2 separate regions of the Anas platyrhynchos genome follow, and region 2 is linked to region 1. The links are chromatin contacts, called in public Hi-C maps. All regions are on one chromosome and are shown on one strand. The core of a region is the stretch at or near the end of the contact, and the rest is flanking DNA. Distances in the headings are between cores, read along the strand shown. Region 1 holds the start of P3H1 (prolyl 3-hydroxylase 1). Region 2 has its middle 30 kb from the start of CDC42.

Region 1 (3,147 bases), core at 20-2,519:
AGGAGATTCCCATCACACAGCCACCACTGACGCCTGAGCTGCTCTGGTCTGGCCCCCAGCTCCCATTGCTCCTGAGAAAGAAGTTGGTCTGCACAGGCAGAAGTCCTCCTTGCTATGCAGAGGAGTAAGGGAAAGTCCCAAAAACATCTCCCCCGCCCCCAGCTGGTACCAGACAATAAACCTTCACTGTGTCCCCACTGAACCTTCTCTGTTTGGCTTCTGGCAATGATTCGCATCCAGGTTGTTCCAAATGCTTTGCCATCACCTACGAAGCTAGGTTGTTGGCTGGTTCCTCACAGCCAATGTGCAAGCACAAGGCAATGAGCTCCCCGCCCAGCCACCAAGAGACCTGCCCTCACCTTCCGAGCCTGCTCCTGCAAATACCGGATCTGCTCGGCAATGACGGTCAGGCGGTTGCAGGCGTTTGCTCGGACGAAGTCACCCGCCTGCAAGGAAGAATGGGGCTGTTCAGGACCGGGGCAGCCAGGGCTCTCTCTGGACACTTCCACGCCAGAGATCTGCACGTGCGCTGGAGAAGCCATGGCCACAGCCTCGCTCAGGGCTTGGACAGGGCTGTGGTGGTGCAGGAGCTGCCCAGGGAGCTCTGAGCCCAGCAGCCTGGCAGGGGGACACCAAGGCACCCCCAGGAAGGGAAGTGAAAGCCACAGGGCCAGGAGGAGGCACCGGGGTGCCTGGGGCTGCAGCCAGCAGCAGAGGGGGCGGGGGGAATTTCCAGGAGACTCTGCTAGGCCAAGAGGCAGCGCGATGCACTGGGAGAAGGTGGGAGGATGTACTGGGGCGACTGGGAGGCACTGGGGGAGGCAGCAGGACACGCTGGGAGGCACTAGGGGAGGCAGGACAGACTGGGAGGCACAGGGGGAGGCAGCAGGGCACAGGGCACAGCACAGGGCACGGGACAGGGGCCCCAGGAGACGGAGGGCGGCACTGGGAGCAGCGGCCCCGGGACCGGCGCTGATCCCGGGAGGCCCCGGAGGAGGCCGGGCAGCAGCGGGACAGCGGCCGCCTGCGCAGCCCCACACCCGCCCCAGCCGCTTCCCCTCACCTGCTGCACCTGCCGGGCCAGCGCCACCAGGTCCCCCGGGTCCCCGACGCGTGCGGCCCGCCCGGCGCCGCCCTCCACCAGGGCCAGGGCCAGGCCCGCGCCGCCGCCGCCGCCGCCAGGCTCCGCTTCCCCCCCCGCCGCCGCCGCCGCCATGCCGGGGACAGAGGCGGGGCCTCACGGGGGGGGGGCCTGCCGGGGCCGGGCCTGCCGGGGGCGGGGCGAGCCCAGGCTGGGCCATGGCGCTGGCGGGGCAGCTGCTGCCGCTGCTGCCGCTGCTGGCGTGGGCAGCGGGGCCCCCGGAGCCGGTGGGGCCCTCGGAGCCCTCGGAGCCGGCCGGGCCCCCGCTGCCGGCCGAGCCCCAGGACGCGCTGTTCGCCGCCGGCGCCGAGGCGTACGCGCGGGGCGATTGGCCGGGCGTGGTGCTGCACATGGAGCGGGCGCTGCGTGCCCGCGCCGCGCTGCGCTCCCGGCTACTGCGGTGCCGCCTGAGCTGCGCCAACGCCACGGCCGGGCTGGCGGAGGAGCAGCCCCGGCTCCAGCCCGAGCCCGAGCCCCCGCTCCGCGACCTCCTTTTCTTCCGGGGGCTGCTGCGGCGCGCTGCCTGCCTGCGGCGCTGCGGCCCCGCCGCGCCCTCCAGGTACCGCCTGGGCGAGGAGCTGGAGCGCGAGTTCCGCAAGCGCAGCCCCTACAACTACCTCCAGGTCGCCTACTTCAAGGTACGGCCCCGCGGGCGGGGGCGGGCGGGGAGCGCCCCGCGGGGTCCCCCGGGAGCGGAGCTCCGCGGCCGGGGGGACGCCGGGGGTGTCCCGGGCCCCGGGAGGGGGCGATGCTGGGGGCCGGGGCTCGGGGGCCGGCGGCCGCCCTGGCGGCGGGGGTCGGGAGGCGGCCCCGGGCCCTCCCCGCCCTCCCCGGCTCCCCCCGCGGTGCCACGTCGGGCCTGGCCGCGGCCCGCCCCGGGCCTGCCGCGCCGGGGGACGAGGAGCCCCGGGACCGGCCCCGCTGCGCTCGCCCGGTCCCGGTCCTGGCTCTTTGGGGGCTGGGGGGGGGGGAACGTGGAGGCTCGGCCCGGCCGCGGCCCTGCTGGAGGAGCCGCAGCAGCGGGGCAGAGCCGGGCTGCTGCTTTTTGGGTAGGGGGCGGCTGGACAGGACGATCCCAGGGGTCTGTTCTGCCCTTCCCCATGCTGTTCTGTGACCCCATCGGGGCCCTGGGGAGCTTCCCCTCAGCACCGTGCGCACGGGCCGTGGACAAACGGGAGGAGGTTTCGGTCCCGGTTCCTCATGCCTTCTGCCGCCCCCCACCCAGATCAACAAGGTGGCGAAGGCGGTGGCAGCGGCGCACACCTTCTTTGTGGCCAACCCTGAGCACGTGGAGATGAAGCAGAACCTGGAGTACTACCAGATGATGGCGGGCGTCAAGGAGGCCGACTTCATTGACCTGGAGGCCAGGCCACACATGGTGAGCACCCCATCCACGGGTTTTATCCACAGGGGTTAGAAAGATGGATTGTGTTGGCTGGGATCGTGGCGATGATCCTAAAGTTCATGGCCATGGCTGGGTGTGGGGAAGAGGAGATGGGTCTGCCACCAAAAGGCGCTGGGCAGCATTGGCTGAGTGACTTTGAGGGCACTTCTGGGGTGGTGACAAGGGCTTTCCTGCAGCAGGGGCTGTGGCAGGAGTAAGGTTCCCCTCTCCCAGGGATGCCCTCGGTGCTGTTGCGGCACTGCAGTGAGGGGATGCTGCAAGGAGCAGCAGGCCCCGCAGTCATTCCTTAGCCTGGTTCTCCACAGACTGAATTTCGGCTAGGCGTGAGGTTTTACACAGAGGAGCAGCCGGCTGCAGCTGTCCTGCACCTAGAGAAGGCACTGGAGGAGTACTTTGTGGCAGACACTGAGTGCCGCACACTCTGTGAGGGGCCCTATGACTACGAAGGCTACAACTACCTGGAGTACAACGCAGATCTTTTCCAGGCCATGACAGGTAGGAGTGCGTGTTCAGCATCCTGCCTGACAGCCTGGGGACTCCCCTGATTTCCCTGTGGGGTGAGCATGCATCTCATCCTGAAAAGGGCAAGCCCTATCCTAGA
Region 2 (3,045 bases), core at 384-2,883, 39 kb before region 1:
TGCTTGCACATTTACAGCCACAGCTCTTTTACACAAGTGCTTCTATAGCCTGAGAAACACAGCACGTGGATGCACAGAAGGATCAAGCAGATGAACGCACACCTCATACGTGCAGGTGGTAACACCACGCTGTGCTAACACAACCCGTAGCAGCACCTTGATTTTCTCAAAACCAAGGAAAAGCTAGAAACGCACAAGTAACAAGAGGAAGTATTTTCACAGAAGCATAAATCCTAAAGTCAGGAAACTGAGATGTAAAAATGAAGCAGGTATTATAGCTTATATACTTTTAGTAATAGTATAGCTTATACTTTTTAGTAATATACTATTACTGCTTATATAGCCTATCCCAGCACAAATACTGGTGGCAAGGGTGGTATTAAAGATGACAGTAAATCTGCGCTACACAGCTCAAGCCCATTTCTTATCAGAGCCCAGGAGGAAGTGCTTTAAGGCCTCTGACCTGCACCTGCCCAGTTCTGTACCCCTACACCCCGCCCTGAAACACCCAGCCAGTCATCCCCAACGCAGGGCACCAAGCTCTGGGGTTCTTCCAGCTGATTCATTCAGCTCTCATCCAGCTTTGCAAGCTGCCAACATGACCCAGGCAGCCCTGCCAGCTGTCTTGAACGCCCCGAGGGCTGCTGGAGTCAAGTCCCCAGTGTCCCACACCGCTGCAAGCACTGCTCACCTCCAGAAGCCCGCCGAGTGCGGTGCTGGGAGCACTGCTCCCACATCCTGCAGCAGCCCTTGCAGGAGGCTGACGTCAGTAAAATGGGCTGATTTTTCATTTCAGCCATCCAGTCTGAAACCACCAGAGGGCAGCTTGAAACGGAACCATTTAAGGGCTGCCCACAGGAAATACTCCATTTCCGAGCACCCAAAGCTGCTTGCCCAGGTATGGCACAATAGGTTAAACGCAGCCCACCACACACTGCCTGCCTTCGGGTGCAGTGAGCTGAGCATTAATGGCTCAGGGAAGGCCCCTACCTGGCTGCAAAGCGGTTCTAGGGACCTTTAGGTCTTTTTGGTCCTTAGCAGCAATGTTCCCTATTAAAGCTTACCTTGACAATCCAGGCCAAAGAAAACCTTGGGGAAAGCAAAATACTTCACTAGCTTCCAGGGATCACTAGATAAGGGGTAATCCAACAAACACGCTGCCTTTGTTACTGGCAACCTCCAACAAAGCAGAGAAGCAGGCAGAGGGCACCCACATCAGGCCAGACCTAAAAACACAAAAATCTATATCCAAGAGTTATCAAAATCAGACCGGAGTCCTGCCGCAGCATGGGGAGTTTCACTCCCCTACCACCATCCAGATGTCCTCTGTCTGGGACAAGGGCTTCCCCCCACACCAGGCTATTTATCCAGGTCCAGGCAGATGCCAAATGTTCTTCTCGATTTTACCTCACTACAGCGAGCAGGAGCTGACCTGTAAGCATCAGAAAGAATCCCAAGGAAGAAAAGGGAGGAGGTCCTGGACTCACTGGTATGTCTATGGCAGGGCAGCAGGATCTCTCGCTAAGATAACCTGGCTGTTGAGCTTGAGCCTGTGCCCTGTTACCAGTTTCTTGCACAATCCTGGACAAGTCATTTAGGGCAGGAGTTCACAAAGCTGTTGGTTGGTTGGAGCTCCTGTGATCAGGCTTCTCCCAGGCGGGGTTTCAGGAACTGATTCAGCTCACGAAAAGGACAGCTCACAGTGGGAACTAAGGGAACTAAGCCAGCAGAAATACACCACCAGGAAAAGAGCCCTGCTCCTTTTGCCAGCCAGAAGAGATTTATTCTTAGTTTAACCGCTTTATGATTCCTTTTTACAGTTTCAGAAGCAGTAATTTCCTCTTATGTGCTTGATCCTCTCCATGAAACTTAAGTCCTTAACAAGGTGCCCAGGCATTCAAGCAGTGACTTGCAGGCTTCAGATGGACCAGAGGAGGAAGAGAAGCAACAGGGAGGAACGTTTCTTGGAGGAAGACAAGTGTAGGTGGCAGGGGAAAGCAAAGCAGTGCACCTCCCCAGCACAGGACCCCAGGTAAAACAGCCATGCAGGAAGACAAGCCGGTGAGCATGAGTTAAGGCTACAGGAAGGCTGGGTCTGGGCAGTGCTGACAACAGCACTCTCTGTCCCACTCAGTCTGTTTTGAAAAGGAGGCAGCTGCTACCAGCTGCAAAGCAAGGCCTAGATGGTGGCCAAGTAGCAGAGGACATTGCTGTCTCTTGGGACCATGCCAAAATCATCAGTCTGTTTTTAGCTGCATCTACAGCAGCAAATGGCAGAGACAACAGGAACGTGTTCACCAAGTGAAACCATACCCAGCAGTAACCACACGTTTTTTTGGGTGGCCTTCAAACTCACTCTAGCCAGGTCCCACAGACACAAACCCAGTGAACTGATGAAGTACAATATCCAATTCAAACACGCTAGAGACATGGGCTCGCTTGCTCTTGCCCATTTCCCCGTGGGGCCCCAGGAAGCTGTGCACACTGAGGAAGCAGTGGTGCTGCTGAGCAGCTGCACTAGGACAGGGAGAGGCTCGATGCGAGGCTGCTCGCAGGACAGCACAGGAGGGGACACTTCCCTCCTGTCCTCCCAGCCCAGGGGCTGCCATGTTTGCAGTGTACACCTAACACAACTCCAGCTAGCATGCTCTGGGATGTTAACCAGAACGCATGGCTTACGGACAGCTTGGAGATTGGCTTCAAAAGCACACTGACCTGACTTAACTGATGAAGGTGGCTGCACCTCATCCCATCTCCCCCCAGGAGCCCACTAAGGAAGGAAGAGCAGACAGACACAAATCAAGCAGAGTGCACACAACAAAGACAGCCATGCCAGGTCAGATGAGGCAGCACACTGATAACAGGTAGCATTTGCTAAGTGGTGCACTGCCATTTGACCCATGCCAAAAAACATGCTCCAAAGGTGCTGGTAAAGATGCAGTTGCACCTCAGAGGTCTTATCAAGCATGCGCATCTTTCCTTGCACAACGTGCTTAAGCATAAGGCACACCACTGACAGCAAGAATGAGCACATTACTCAGAAGA

What was found. A called contact is a pair of places that touch in the nucleus more often than the background predicts.
Region 2: a Hi-C map of liver shows a contact between it and region 1, with 3 times the contacts expected there. The contact joins the enhancer-like site here to the promoter of P3H1 in region 1. A contact is called at or near these places in 2 of 8 Hi-C or Micro-C datasets (liver and skeletal muscle).

What each region holds. Positions count from the first base shown.
Region 1 is chr22:8,121,399-8,124,545 of IASCAAS_PekinDuck_T2T, reverse strand. P3H1 (prolyl 3-hydroxylase 1) reads left to right here and starts at 1,269. Exons shown (of 15, transcript XM_027443201.3): 1 at 1,269-1,779; 2 at 2,367-2,519; 3 at 2,852-3,041. The coding sequence starts at 1,300. C22H1orf50 (chromosome 22 C1orf50 homolog) reads right to left here and starts at 1,237. Exons shown (of 4, transcript XM_027443203.3): 1 at 1,064-1,237; 2 at 360-446. The coding sequence starts at 1,216.
Region 2 is chr22:8,161,224-8,164,268 of IASCAAS_PekinDuck_T2T, reverse strand. No RefSeq gene overlaps it. Among named protein-coding and RNA genes, the nearest start is that of CDC42, 30 kb to the right of the region's middle. Within about 2 kb of position 1,633, at least 3 of the 8 cell types and tissues checked have an H3K27ac peak or open chromatin away from gene starts, as enhancers often do.